Regions from separate parts of the Mus musculus genome. Here regions 2 and 3 are each linked to region 1. The links are chromatin contacts, called in public Hi-C maps. All regions are on one chromosome and are shown on one strand. Each heading gives the region's core, a stretch centred on a gene start, on an enhancer-like site or on the middle of the called end of the contact. The rest is flanking DNA. Distances are from core to core; before and after follow the strand shown.

What was found. A called contact is a pair of places that touch in the nucleus more often than the background predicts.
Region 2: a contact with region 1 is called in a Hi-C map of neural stem cells, with 2.7 times the contacts expected there. The contact joins the enhancer-like site here to the promoter of Fam135b in region 1. A contact is called at or near these places in 1 of 39 promoter capture datasets (neural stem cells), 4 of 484 Hi-C or Micro-C datasets (the N1E-115 cell line, cortical neurons and neural stem cells) and 1 of 9 other capture datasets (pancreatic islet).
Region 3: a Hi-C map of the N1E-115 cell line shows a contact between it and region 1, with 5 times the contacts expected there. The contact joins the enhancer-like site here to the promoter of Fam135b in region 1. A contact is called at or near these places in 1 of 39 promoter capture datasets (hippocampal neurons), 2 of 484 Hi-C or Micro-C datasets (the N1E-115 cell line and nephron progenitors) and 1 of 9 other capture datasets (liver).

The regions. Positions count from the first base shown.
Region 1 is chr15:71,724,978-71,730,017 of GRCm38.p6, forward strand. It overlaps Fam135b (family with sequence similarity 135, member B), which reads right to left and starts at 2,861. Exons shown (of 20, transcript NM_177819.3): 1 at 2,692-2,861.
Region 2 is chr15:71,852,242-71,857,281 of GRCm38.p6, forward strand. It overlaps Col22a1 (collagen, type XXII, alpha 1), which reads right to left. Exons shown (of 64, transcript NM_027174.1): 46 at 5,010-5,040. Among named protein-coding and RNA genes, the nearest start is that of Fam135b, 130 kb to the left of the region's middle. Within about 2 kb of position 2,695, at least 40 of the 459 cell types and tissues checked have an H3K27ac peak or open chromatin away from gene starts, as enhancers often do. A contact at or near this core is called in the N1E-115 cell line and neural stem cells, where this site is marked.
Region 3 is chr15:71,608,778-71,613,817 of GRCm38.p6, forward strand. The region is part of intron 2 of Fam135b (family with sequence similarity 135, member B); the gene reads right to left. Among named protein-coding and RNA genes, the nearest start is that of Fam135b, 120 kb to the right of the region's middle. Within about 2 kb of position 2,009, at least 2 of the 459 cell types and tissues checked have an H3K27ac peak or open chromatin away from gene starts, as enhancers often do. A contact at or near this core is called in the N1E-115 cell line, where this site is marked.

The sequences.
Region 1 (5,040 bases), core at 1,611-4,110:
CACAGCCTCTACTTTCTCCAGGTACTCAGCATCTACTTGAGACTGACTCCAACAACCACGTGCTACAAATGAGGAAACTGAGGCAAACGAGAGTCTACCACCCTAGTTTTCAGTCATAGAACCTAGGTTCAGTTACACGCTCCCTGAAGCCAGGTTATATGGTTTCCCATTATATGAAAGCTGAATAAAAAGAGGGAGATGGAAGGAGGAGAAACGCATTCCAAGTCTGAAGTATTCAGCAAATATTATATGAAAGCCATTTAGGATCAGATGCCAACAATTCTAAAGTGCCCCTTGTAAAGAAATGAACATTTTGAGACTAGGTTTGTGCTTGCTGCACTGATACAGAAAGGCACCAGGGACCGGCTTTGTGATGCCTCTTTCAGGACAGGTGGCCAAATTGATGGCCCATTCATTCACCAGAGGTTGTGGGATCAGAAGTGAGGCAGGTTAAGAGAGGCCCCTGCCCTCATGGAGCATAGAGTCTAGAGAGAAGAGATCTGTGTAACAAGCAATGACACAGCACAGTCTGTCAGTCAAATCAGGTACAGAGTATCAAGGAAGCACAAGAGAGGATCGGAGAAGGCTCCAGATATGATGGAGCCTTTGAATTGGGCCACACACACACAAAAAGAAGAAAGTGAGAAACTGTTACTTTCTGCAGAGACACCAGCCTGGGCAAAAGCACAATCACAAAAGAGCAGAGCACAGGCCTGGCTCATTTCAGAGATTGCAGTTCCCTCAGCAGTGAGATCAAGCTGCACGTATTTGGTCAGGTTCAGCTAATACATCTGGCTTTAGAGAGCAGAGTGGGATTGAGACAGTTTCAGCTTTGAAAAGACTCCACAGTGTATGCAACACTTAAAGGCGCCCTCACTTTGGGCAAATATCTCTTTACACGATCAGATGTTTGGTCCCACTCTGTGTTACACAGAACAAACACTGTTTTCAAGAGAGAGAGGAGCACTGCCTTCCATGGCAAAGCTAGCTCTTGACCTTCAGCAGCAACAAACAAGGAGGACACTCAGTGTTTCCCCCCAATAAAGCCCTCTTTATATTGCCCAGGTATCTCTGGAACAAGACAATATCCCAGTCACAACTCACTGACTAAGAGTTCCACTCTTTCCATAGGTGATACCTGTGAAATGCCTTGTTAATCTGAGATTTTTTTTCCTTTAGAAAATGACTTTCTTAAAATTGCATTAGTCATACATAAGACTTTAAAATCCCACCACATTTGCATCCTCTGCCATTAAATTTTATTGTTATGAGAGCTTAGCAAACTCTAAGGGTTGCTAGAATCACATTCTATAGAGAAAAAAACATCCCAACAAGACAGGAGCAATTCAAGGTCATACAACAGGTATGATGAAACCAGAGTTCAGACCTGTTTGTTTCTGACTCCAGAATCTTGCCCTCTTTCCTCTACACTACAGTATAGCATTTTGCTATAATATATTGTCCTCGCTGTGGTATAAATCCCCAGATGAAATGCTGGCTAGATCACATCCTCTTGGGTAACATAACTACATCATAAATTAAAAGCCCAATTAAAGAACATACCCTTTTAACTGGGACTTACCACAGTCCCCTGGGGCTAAGATATAAAAGGAGAATCCTTTCACAGGCAGTGGCTATCCATCCTGGAAATTCTTCAGAAATCTGCTAAAGTCTATGAAAAGCTTTTGAATCAAATTACTCAGCTAACGCACCTCCCTCTCCTCGGGTCTTCTGGTGTTCTTCTCCCAGCAGAACTGGATTAAATCATGTGCCAATCTCCAGCCCTCACTATAGCCCAAAGATGCAGATAACAGTCCGTCATACATCAGGTGCACCCAGGGTTTAAAACAAATTTAACATTAAGAGCTTTGGAGCCCAGTGGAAAAGATTGCCCTCCTAGATTATATGAGGGATTGAAGTGGAGTTCTCTTCCCCATCTGTCTGAAAGTAGGATAGTTCTTTAGTAGCCAAGGGCCAGACAGAGGGTGTCTCTAACACCATACAGTGTTTGTTTTGCTGGCATCAGAGAGGGAGGAAAAAGTAGGTGAAGAGAATGGGGGTGGTGTTCTTATCTCCATTCTGGTTAAAATTTTATTTCTGTTAACATCCAATCCCCCAATGACCAAAACATCTTATCTATAGAATAGTAAACTCTGGGCATACCCCAAACCTTAAGAGTTACTACTACCTGGTCTAAACACCCCCTGCAGTGGTTGTTTTTTAAAGACTGCTATACATATAAAGAGCTACTGTGTGTTATAGCCCCTTTCCATGCCACAGATGAACTACGGTGCTCTCCACCCTCCAAAGAGATGGTCTCTGAGTCAGCTTTGCCCCACATAGAACAGAGACCATAGCCCCTCCACCTCCACAAGGTCTTCTTTTGAGCCTGTCCTGGGTTCAGTGGCTCAGAGGACCTGAACAGGTCTAAATAAGCCCCTTAGGACCACCACATTCACACAATCACATTTAATGGTCCTTCTTGTCTCTAAGCTTTGCCCAGAAGTGGGGCAAGATCAGAGGGCAGAGATATCTGAGGGGAAAATAGAGAAAGATATATTTTTTAAAAAAATCGCGGAAGAATCTCTACTCAGTAATAGAAAGCCATCCAACTAGCAACCACGCTTCCAGAAACGTCACTGCCACAGAAAGAGTTTTACAGCTGGTGACCCCCACAGCGTTCTCACCTACCTGTCTCCCACTGCAGGGCTCTCTCTCTCACCTCCTAGGGCCCTGTTCCAGCTCTGGTCCCGCTCTCTTCTGGTCTCCTTCTCCAGCAGCCAACACCGGCAGCGACTGTGGGCGGACCAAGGAGTCGGTGGCGGCACCTGCGAGCTGTCTCAGGTCTCTACCGAGAGGCTGACTGGAGGAGGAGCAAGCGGATGCTGCCCTCACCGCCGCCGCCGCCGCCACTGCCGCCGTGGTGCTGATGCGGTTGCTATGGTTATGGAACTCCGCAGCTGCCCCCTCTTGGTGCAACAGCTGCCCGGCCACCGCGGCCTCCTGGCAGCCCGAGCTAAGGTGCCCGAGGCAAGGTTGTGAATGTGGTTAAGGGAATTCTTCCCCCGCCTAGGAGAAGACTGGGAGCCTCTACTTGGGCCGTGGCTGGGTCTCTCCTCCAGCGCCCTTGCTCTCCTTCCCACGCCAGAACCTAAGGCCAGACTACAACAACACAGAGAGCGCGCTCAAGGCCTAGAAAGCCCTCCCTGCCGCTCAGCTCTGCCCCTGCAGCCTCGGTGCACCGCGGTAGATTGCGCGACTAGCTGGGAGGCGCCGCTAGCGTCCCCCACCTCTGTCCGCCAGAAGAGTCTAGGCGCGCCAGGCTGCCCTGCGGCCAAACCCCGCCCGCTCATAGGCTCTCCTGCCAGCCCGCCCGGCCTGTGGAGGGCGCAAGATGCTGGGCCAAAGAAGTCTGTCCTCAACCAGCCCAACCTGGCCAGGAGCATGCTCAGTCTCCGCGCGGAGATTGTCCTCCAGAGCCAAGATAGCGATGCAGTTAGAAGGAAAGGTTTCTTTCAGACCCCAGGGGAGAGAGGTATTAAACTTGGGAGAAGTTGGTGATGCAACAAGTACACACCTAAATAAATAAGTAGTCTGAAAGCTGGAAGTGACCCATACTACCACTACTAAATGTGCAATGGTCATTGAGCAACAGCCCATTCATCATTTACAGATGTTCTTCATGCTAAACACTAAGGGTTCAGAGGTATGCCAACTTGATCCATGGGAAAAAAATGACAACAATGAGAAAACATAAGGCAACTCACATCTACTAGCCATTCTTCAGCGGGCAGTTTGCTTGGGAATACATCATCTCACTATGACAGTGTCAAGAAGTTCTTGTGTCCTACTTGTTACAGGTGACAGAGCAGCCTTAAAAGTGGAACCAGTGCTAGAATTTGGAAGCTGAGTGTTCTGTCTATTAGACTAGGCTGCAGTAGTTCACATGGGGTGAAGGAAAGACACTTGGAAGAAGGTGCAAGTATAGCCAGAGGTGATGGTAATGAATGGGGAAGAATATTCCCACATGAAAGGGGCAGGCACCCCCACCCCACCCCCGCCCCAAACTAGATAAACAGGACCGTTTGATTTTATTTTGTCCTTTTATCCACAGGGAACACCCAGAGTGACTAGAACGGAGGGCACTAGGGAAGGTGAGACAAGAGCTTGGACTGGAGGAGCCAAGACAAAGTTGACTTTGAACACAGTGGGACACAGAAGGCACTTAAGCAAGGGGAAGGGTTGGTCATCATGGGAAGAAGATTGCCTACTTGGCTACTGTGGCAGTGAATGTCAAGTTCTGAAGGTGCTGTTGGCACAGAGACCAGAGCAAATGACCCATCTGCTTTGCTGATCCTCTTCACAGCATCCAGCCAAGCCCGGAACAATGCGAATCCCAGTAAATACTGGGAGAATGACGAATAAAGGATTATTTGCTTCTCCATCAGGGAAGATGAGTGTTGTTCTTTTGCAAATATTTGCCCTTGAAATATGATTAAAATCCGATGACGTGTATTTGCATTTCAGTTCTACGTAACCTTACTTTGGAAAGTCAAAGCAAGCCTCTTACCGCTTTCGCTTGGACTTCCTGATCCCTAGCAGAGTAGTATGCTGGGATTATTGTTCCCCTGCATTGGAACAAACATGTTTCAAGAATCTAGACGGGAAAGTTCCATGATATGTTATGTGATGAAAACAAAGTACAGAATAACGTTTCAAACAGAGTAGCTCTCGTGGATCAAGGAGAAAACACCCAGGAAAATGTATATTTTCTTGTATTGTATTGGCATAGAAATGCACTGGGTGTGGGGAGCTAGATAAGAAACTAGGAGAAATAGCTAAGGCAAGTGAGGCTGAGAGAGAACTGAATGCCAAGTTTGGAGTGGGAATAAGACAAAGCACTATATGTAAAACACTTTTATGGTGGGAGAGAGCGGATCTCATCTAATCCATCCTGCCCTCAGACTTCCTATGCTGCCAAGACTGATCTTGAACTCTTGATCTTCTTACTTCTATCTCCAGAGGACTGCACTGCAGACT
Region 2 (5,040 bases), core at 1,445-3,944, 130 kb after region 1:
TGCTCCTTTCATATGAGGCCCAGCTGTGCCCTGCCTAGAAACTGCCCCCCTCCAAGATGCATTGCAAACCCTGCTTAATCCCTAAAATACACCTTCTTGAGAGGTATCACAGGCTACCTCTTGTCCCACTGACAATGGTTTCTTTAAACTCCTCTACTCTCCTCCAGATATTTGTCATGCTTGTTATTAAGCCCGATGACCTATGCGCCATGAGGATCACCATCAGTCATGTGTATTAAATGCTTCCTACATGCTGGGGTTTAAAAATGTCCTTTTGTATGGTTCTTAAGACACTGTTCACTGCTTAGGTTTTACAACTAGAGTTCTAATCATGGTTTGGGCAACTAAAATGCAGGAGCAAACCACCTGTCCAGTCAGCATCTTTAAATAACAAACTGAAAAGATTCAGAGAAGCTGACAAAATGTCCAATTAATGTAATTAGTCAGTGAATTCGTTCAGGTACCAGAAGGCAGGGGAGTCTGGGGAGGTACCAGCTTCCAAAGTCAAGCCTATGTCTGCCAATTTAAGAGCCTCCAGCCACACTATCTTCTCTGTGTGCTCTCATCAAAAGAATGGCCCATGTCTGAGCTCTCCCTGTACTACTTGACTTTGAAGGACGATGTTAAATGGAACATGTAGTGATAGTCCCCAGGACTGTGCAAATGTGAGTGGAAGATGTAGCAGTTTATAAAGATAGCATGAAGCAAATGGCCCTGTTGACCTCTGAAGGATGAGATTCTTGGATACTAACTGTCAAAAGAAACTGCAGTATTACCTCGGAATCAGCTAGAACTTTTCAGAGTGCATGCCTGCTCTATAGGGTATCTCTAGATCCATTTTAGGGTCCCATTAGACCCATGACCCGTTTGAGGATGTGAACTGAGCAGGAAATAAAATCCTTTTCAGAGGCAGCTGTTAAACCATCATCATTACCAAGCAAGAGAAGCTCTTACAGCTAAATGCAGAAACCCATGCTCCCAGGGTTGTCACCAGACTGCCATCTTTTTCCCTGTTCTTCCTTTACAAGGTTGGCAAACATCACAGCACACAGTCCCTAAGCCCTGCCCCTGTAGTTTCTAAAACCAGGATGGAAGCTCTGAAACTATCCATGGTGCTAAGCTCCGCAGCCCCACCTCCACCTTTTGCAGACAGACTCTACATAGAGGCATGAAGGATGAATCACAGGAAATGCTTGCCAGATACTGAGTCACAGTTGCAAACCAAGGAGCCAGTCCTTCTGGGCAATGCAGGGAGACCAGAGAACACTCAAAGTCCTCAGTGACCAAAGGATGCTAACAGTGGTCATTGCTTCTCTATCCAATGGAACATTTTCTGCCGACTAACACATCTTTGTGCTCAGAAATTTTGCAAAGATAACGTTTGGTGGGCAAGGATACACAAGGAAGAAACAAGTCTGTTTTGTGGAAAGTGCTACGTGTTAACATTCTGTCTAAGCTCCACCTCCAGTTACCTGGCAACAGCCAGGTATGCTCCTCTCTACAGTTACCTGGCAACAGCCAGGTATGCTCCTCTCTACAGTTACCTGGCAACAGCCAGGTAGGCCTAACCCACTATAAAAGGGGCTGCTTGCCCCCTCCTTGCTCTCTTGATCTCTTGTTCTCTTGCTCTCTTGGGCTCTTTCCTTCCCCCCTGCCTTCCCCATTCTCTTCCCCATCTCTCCAATGTGCTCACGCCCATGGCTATGGCAGGCCTCTATTCTTCTCTACTTTCTCTCCCTCTCTCTGCCTATCTCTGCCTCTATTACCCTCTTAACTCCCCTCATAACTCATACCCTGAATAAACTCTATTCTATACTATACCATCGTATGGCTGGTCCCTCAGGGGAAAGGGATAGCTTGGCATGGGTCCACCAAGGCATCCTTTTCCCCCATATCTGACTACCCCTCCATAGAATATACCCTTTCACTCTTTATCTTTTTATAAACAGATCTCCATGGGACAAGTGAAAAGCAGAGAAACTGGACACCAAGAACCAAGACAACAGCCTGCGAGTTCTCAGAGGAGGCATCAAGTCCTCCATCACTCATCAACAGTACATGGTAACAAGGATAGGTTTTTATCCCAGTAGTCTTGCTGCAGGCCACAAAGAAGGAGTAGGGGTCTCCAATGGGAGCTGTTCTAGGTGCTGGTACGGGTGTCGCTATTAGAGTAGCTAGAAGTATGGTGAACTATGGACTTGTAGGTCAACTTCAGCTGTACTATCTTCAGCCTTGATTTCTGGCATCTTGTCTTCCTAAACTCTAGATTCCTTATCTATAAAATGAAACACTTTCCCTCACAGGATCATGTTCAGTATTATAGGAGGCCATATCACGTAGGTGATAGCCTTGCCCTTAGAATACTTCTATTGTAGGCCTTGTCTCTGAGCCCCAAAGATTTTTCAAGATCACCACCAGTTATCTACTGGAGGAACAAGAGCCCTGGCTTTCCAACACAGCACTTTGTTCTTTTTCTGGCCATAGCTCTTTCAAAATATTTAAAGAACACCCTCCCTTGGAGTGAATAATAAGAGAACAGGAATGGATACACCATCCCAAAACATTAGTGCTTCCTGCTGGGTAGAGATGACAGAGAAAATTGTCTGTTTCCAATGCAGGGAGTACACTGGCTTGATTGATTCACTTTTGTTTCTCTAGATAAAGGCAGCTTCTTGTCAGAGGCTAAGCCTGGCAGTCAGAACAATGGCAGTAAAGGTCAACTAAGAAACAGCTGACATCATTTCTCAGAGCTCTCCAGGGGAATGCATGAGCCTTCCTTGCAGAATCAGAGAGGGAGCCTTATGTGCACTGAGCAGGAGCACATTCAATGATGTGACTTTGTTGGTACTGTTCAATGTAAAACTGCCCTTGGCCAAATCGCCAGGTCTGCGTTCAAGGAAAACAAATAACGTCAGTTTTTGAAGCCAAATTCTTTAACTGCATCAAAACCATCTAAATCTTGACCAAGTATATGTATGGATCACAAACGATCAGCATTTGAACCTGCCTGGCAGGGCCTAAGAGATCTAGATAGTTCTTCTCATGACCCATCTTCTGGTTATGGTCAGACCACCTACGTTTACCTTGTTTGGTTTATTGCTTTGTGATTGTAGTGATATGCAGCTCTGGGAGTTCTGGCTGTTCATGCAGAGGACCTGGGCTCAACTTGCAGTATTTAAATGACATCTTACAACTATCTGTATCTCTAGGTCCAGAGGATCTAGTGACCTCTTCTAGGCTCTACAGGTCCTTCATACATGCGGTGTACTTACTTACATCCAGGCAAAATACTTACATACACAAAATAAACATAAATCAAACACAAGACAACACCATATTGAAGGGCTGGGTCTGAGGCAAGGCAAAAATTCACCTTTGAAATTTTTGTTTTACATTTATTCATTCATTTATTTCGAGGGAGTCACACAACACAGTGAAATGTGGTGCTCAGGATATGACTTTCGGGAGTCAGGAGTCTCCTTCTACCATATGGGTCCCAAGAATCAAACCCAGGACACCACGCTTAGCAGCAAGCATTTTTACCCACTAAAGCCACCTAATCAATCCAAGCAATTTGATAAAAAATAATTAGTACCCAAGATTAAAGCACATTCCAAAGAAATATTCTAAAAATCTAAAATCAATTGAGAGAATCCAAAATGAAGAGACTTTCAAAATGTAACCAGAGAGGGCTTCGGACTACCTGGGACTAACCAAAGGGTATGAGGACCGTCAGTTATGTATGAGTTGGTCTTGGCTTTGTTTCAATTGTTTATATCTTTTGTTATTTGTTTGTTTGTTTTGTTTTTTGGTTTTTCATATCCATTTCAAATTTCCCAATGGTATTGCATTAAAACAATTTTTATAACTTCATTACTGAGGTTTCTGGCCACCTCTAAGATTTTATATGTACCATCTTTCTGGCTATGACCCCAGGGGATGGAAGAACAATAAACAGACTGAGAGTCTGTAAGTTACCAAGTACCGATGACAGCATTTTACCTTCAGTTGTCATGGTGACACTCCTCTGTTCATTAAAACAAAGGCAGAGAAGTTAAGAAACCCTCCAAAGGTCATAAGCCAAGAGTCCAAGGCCATGCCTCGCTCCTGACCTCAAATCCCCGTGATCCACACTATTAGAAGAGTGACACTCCATAAAGACAGAACACAGGAAGAGATACAAAGAACCAATCCTCCCTCACTATTAACACAGAGGCCACAGAGGCCAGAGAGGACTCACTATTGAGCATCAAAAGGGGGCAACAGTGGGAAGTAGGTCTATCTGCCATGATCCAACCCAGCTCTGTGCATTCTCATAGCTGAATTGCTACTATGAGGTGGCTTTAGTGGGTAAAAATGCTTGCTGCCAAGCATGGTGTCCTGGGTTTGATTCTTGGGACCCATATGGTAGAAGGAGACTCCTGACTCCCGAAAGTCATACCCTGAGCACCACATTTCACTGTGTTGTGTGACCCCCCCTTGAAATAAATGAATGAAGAAGCAGAGAGCATTTCCCTGCCTGATCGTTGGCAGAGATCATGCTTCTTTCCTCCCTGGTGGCCTCTTCCCAACCCTGTGGCCTCGCACAGCTAACTTTAAGTGTGGGCCTTGTGTTCCCTTGAGGGTAACAGAGCTCACTCACATTTATGAAACATTTGGCTCACTGCTTTTTAATCGATCACCAGTTATTTTATCATCCTATAATTCAGTTCTAGCACTCCTCTGGACACTGTTTTATTCTATGCCGCGAAGTTGAAGTATCGGATACTAAATTCATTCTTATCCAGTACATTTCAGTACTGTTGATGATCATACTATGTGTACCACATGTTTGCAGAGGAGAAACTGAGGCTTGCAGACTGCACATAGCTTTCCAGGTCACTAGAAAGTTAGAGATACAACCTGAAGCCATACTTCCCAGATGTTAAGGCTGTTGGGCAGTACTTGCCTCAAACTTAGATGAAGCAGTGACGTAGGAGAATATACAATGTTTACTGAGATTCACTGACCTGTGGTCCAGCTACTCCTGGAGGCCCAGGG
Region 3 (5,040 bases), core at 759-3,258, 120 kb before region 1:
GCTAGTGACATCCCTCATTCAAGTAATATTTCCTGCTATTTTATGGGTGACCGGGTATCTATCCTGTACCTTCAATAGTTTGTCTGTTTCTACTTCCATTTCTGATCTGTCTTTTTTATCTCTCTCCCCCATAGGACCTTCTAAACAACTTGCATTTGAACCTGGTTCTTTCTCTTTATTATGGCAGAATCTCTAGGATACAAACTATTAAAGAACAGACAATGTGATGTCTCCTACAGAACAGAATCTGCATCACGTTGTTGGGTTTTCCATGGATAAGAATGCCTTTTTTGAGGAATTTCTAATTCTGGGTATGAAGCACCTACTTTAGATGCTGTAAGAAAACTGGACTCAAACCCTAAGCAGGACAGTGGGGTTTCCATCTATGACACTCCCCAGTGAAGATGCTTGGTTCAGAATTAAGTCAGAACTACTGGTAGGTAAGGCTCTCTTGGCTAGTTCTGCAAAACCTGATCTCAGTTTTCCTATGTAATTTATAAACATTCATTAGCATATAATAAAGATAGGCAAGGATGAAATCAAACAGAGAAGTTAGCACCTTGACCACAGGTCCCAGCTACTGGAAATTAGAGGTACTATAGCCAACACTCCCATTCTTAAATGTTCTCTTGTGTACTTCACTGTCCCCAAGGCCATATGCATTTCATTCTACTTAATAGATCTATTTGAAGGCTGGCAAGTTGGCCCAGCAGGAAAATGCACTTGGACACAAGCCTGATAACCTAATAACCTAATAACCTGAGTTTGGCCTTGAAAAAATCTGGATGCTATGGTGTGCATCTGTAATCAAGAGCTGGAGATGGGAGCAGAGACAGAAGAATCATCAAGCTCATGGAGTACACAGCATGGTAGAAACAAATAGAGGGACCTTGCCTCAATAATGAGAAAGGAGAGACTCATTTTTAACAAGTTATCCTCTGTGTGTTCTCTGCTGCATGTACATAACCGCATTTGTAATGCAAAAACAATTAATATATAAGAATAAAATGTTAAAGAGAAGTGGGTGAGACTCACTGAGTGCCAGTGAAAGTCCCAGAGGCATTCTGCTTTTCTTTGATTCCACCAGGGGGTAATTGGGCCCTCTGGGTGGCTCTGAGCTCACAGGCAGCTTTCTCCACCCCTGCAGTTCAACATTTCCTTCCCTGCAGAACTCTTTGCTTTACACACCTGCTGAGTATGTCCTCACCAGGGGTTAAGAGGATAAAAGGCTCAAAGCAGCAGGTTCATGAAGTCACAGATTAAAAAGCAAATAAGGTAAAAACAAGCCTGGGGCATTATTATTATCTATATGGATTTGCTGTAAAAAAATAAAATAAATAACCCACAAAGCCCATGTGTATAAGGACACAGATGACTGAATTCAGGTCAGTCCTCACAGAGATAATAATGACATTTCATGGAGAGTGATCAAACTTTATTAAAATAATGATTACACCATTTTAGAAAAAAAAATCAGAGATTTTGACACTTAGCTATACTCTTATGCCTGACCAAGAGTAATACATACTGAAAAATCAAATTGGTTTAAAGAAAATTGGGGAAATGCATTTTTTCATCTTAAACTGAAAATCACAGACCTGACTGGAATGAAGTACTAAGTCCATCACTTCTGCAGAGAGTCTGACCATGTGCAGGGATCTCCAAGCTTCTGCAGTGTCTTACTGTGAGGAGGCCTGGGAACTTTACTCTAGTTTGCCTTCACTATGCTCCTACCACTACCCCTTTTCCTAAAAAGACATGGGTATTCAATGGTTTTCTCAAACCTGAATAATCCTCATACCCTCTCAAAAGTGTGGGACAGAATGAAAAGAATCTCAATACAGATTAATAAAGGAAGTTAAAACAAGATTGTTTCTGACAGAACCAGACAAATCAATTAGATGATCTCTGGCAAGCAAAGATAATTGTATTTCAAAGTCTATTAAAGCATATCAGGGCCAGTTAGCTAATTTCACAGGGGGACTGGCTGTCGCTGGGCATTAGGTAGCAATGGGAAACATCGGGCAGAAACACAAGATGGCATTTTTCTCCCTAGGATCACTAGACCTATAAACTCAGCATTTGAGTTCAGCATAAAAGTGGCAGGTGTATTTGTTCAAAGGGGATTTCCATCCTAACAGGGCTGTGAGCAATTGAACGGCTATGCCAGATCTGACAAAACTGATTATACATCCTTTGTGTGAAGTTATTCATCTAAAACCTCTGAAGAGACATCTTTAAAATAAGATAAAGGAAAGGGGTTGAGGAAAGACAAGAGACGAATCTGAACATCAAATGGTGAAAAATATAACTCAGAAGGAAAACCAGACTGACTGAAAAACCTTTGAGAAATAAGACTTAGAAGTGAAGTTTGAATTTCTTTTAAATAACAAATATTAGGTCCATCTCAATTGTTCACATTGTAAATGAGGGTTTGCATTTGTTGCCACTGTTACCTGCAAATTTATCTTTCATTAGGGACGCTGCATATGGAAATTTTTAACTTAATACTTGTTTTGAAAGTGTCTTTGTTAGAATAAAGTTGGCACAAATGTAGCCATATGGAAGGCCAGAAAATAGTGGCCATGCTTTTCTCTGTTTCTATGGAAACTTTGAATATTTGTTTCATATGCATTTTCTTCACCTTTCAAACAGGATATTTAACTGTGCCCCTGAGATGCTGAGTAAGCATTTGCAGTTCATCCCGCAACAGTGTCCAAAAGCGTAAGTGTTATGATCTGTTTTGAAAATAAGTATCTTGAAACATTAAAATAAAAAAAAATAGTGAACATTTTTCTCTCTTTCAGGTATAAATGGGCTAAAAATATACATAGATGATAGACAGGTATGAACAGAATGGGTCTTGTAATTAACCATTCCTCTATTATTGTTATTTTTGTTTGTTTTTTCAAGACAGGGTTTCTCTATGTAGCCCTGGCTGTCCTGGAACTCACTTTGTAGACCAGGCTGGCCTCAAACTCAGAAATCTGCCTGCCTCTGCCTCCCAAGTGCTGGGATTAAAGGCATGCACCACCACTGCCTGGCCCCATTCCTCTATTATTATCTATATAAATTATTCCTTAGAACATTGCTGCTCTCTATAAAATAAGAGCTTGTCTGCTGCCTTCTTGTGCCCAGTAGCATTCTGAAAGCAAGCTGAAGAGTGTCTGCAGTTTCCACAACAGAAGGATATTCAAAGACATTTGGTAGATGAAACAGCACAGTTCTCAGGTCAAAGAGAATAGCAAGAAAGGCAAATAGACTCTTCTTACAAATCCAATCAACCATCTGAAAGCTGAGGATTTATCTGGGGACCTTTGAAAACTGTGAACTGCTTAGTGCTACTCTAGTTGGGCTTAGTTAGCATGGGGAGGGGGATAGTTTAAGCTCTCCAGGTAATTCTAGTCCTAGGTCAATGTCCAGGGTTAAGATTTTCATAAAAAAAAGGCTATTAACAGTACCCCCTGCTTATTCCAAGCAGAAACACTCAGAAAACAGGCTAGATTGTGGTTTCCTGTGATTCAGGCTCAGAAGGTCTAAGACAGTGGATATGAGTTGGATTTTTAAAAAGTTCTCAGGGGTTGGTGGCACTGCAGCCAACAAGCCACACTTCAGGTGCTGGTGATTTAAACATGAGAGGATAGAATTCGTCCTCCCTGTATTAGCACCATTTAATGAAGATCTAGAAGACTCTGTCTGTAATTGAAGGAGGGGAAAAAAAGCAGCATAAGCTAGAACTTCACTTTTACTGTACTTCAGGCATTACTGGGAACAGGGACACTTAAAGATGGCAAAATCAGATCCTCACTCTTTAAAATTTTACAATTATCAAAGAGAATAGAAACTACTCATAACACCTGATAATATTACCAGTACCCTATAGCCTAAGTTGAAGAAGAGGAGGAGGAAGAGGAGGAAGAAGAGGAAGAAGTAGATGAAGAGGAAGAAGAGGTAGAGGAAGAAGAAGAGATAAAGGGGAAGATAAGGAAGAGGATAAGGAAGAGGAGGTGGAAACGCCTTTCACCTCCATAACCCACTCCCTGTTTTCCTTCTTCATAAATTGTCGTCATTAGTCTTGGACTGGATCATCTCCCTGACATCAGAGCCACTCTGTTCTTGCCTTGTTAGATTCTCCTAGATACTAACCCCAGTCATGCTTCAACTGACAGTCTGATACAATTTATGTCATGAAAGCTTCTCTCGCTCTTGCCTACAGATTGGATTATCCCTTTTGCATCATTTCCTGGTACCCTACATGCCTGTTTTGGTGATAACTTATCACATATCATGTATGTTTTTCTCTCTTTCTTTAGGTTGGTAAACATCCTAAAGTCAAGTGTGCAATCTTTATAATTGTAGTGTTTCCACATACGTCATAATAAATATAATATTGACTCTCTGAGTCTAAGTCCTCCAGAGACATATTATGAATAAGCTAAGTGGTGGGAGTATATGAATGAATAAGGTATTAAAATATGATTAAATGCTGAAGTATTGACCCACCAAAACAGTTTGAGAAATTGAAGCCTCTTCCATATTCAAGCCTGGTCCTGCAAAGAGAGCCAAAACTCATAGCTATGGGATTCTTGAGCACCAAGGGAGACTCTTCTACTACAGTTTTTTTTTTTCCTAAAACATCATATTGTTAAGCTGCCTTATAAATATTTATGTTTATACCAATTCTTCCCCTAACTTTGGTCAGAAATGCTTTTTATTGTAGTGGGTAGGGCTTCACTAAGACAGGCATTGCTGTTCACAGTTGTGAGAATAAGCAAGTATGAGTGCTCAACAATAATAGATGGGACATAAGTATCACTCCCACCCCACCCCCAGTGCTAATGGAACACCCACCTAAAGGGAAGAAAAGAATATAGGAGCTGAACATTTATGAGAATCACTGCGAGATGCTGTATTCTGGATATGAAAAGGCTATTGCATACATGAATTCAAAACAGCTATGGTTTCTGCACAAGATCTTCCGAAGATCAAACCTGCTAAAATTCCAGCACTGCGGGATAGTAATATCCTGATTCCTCACTG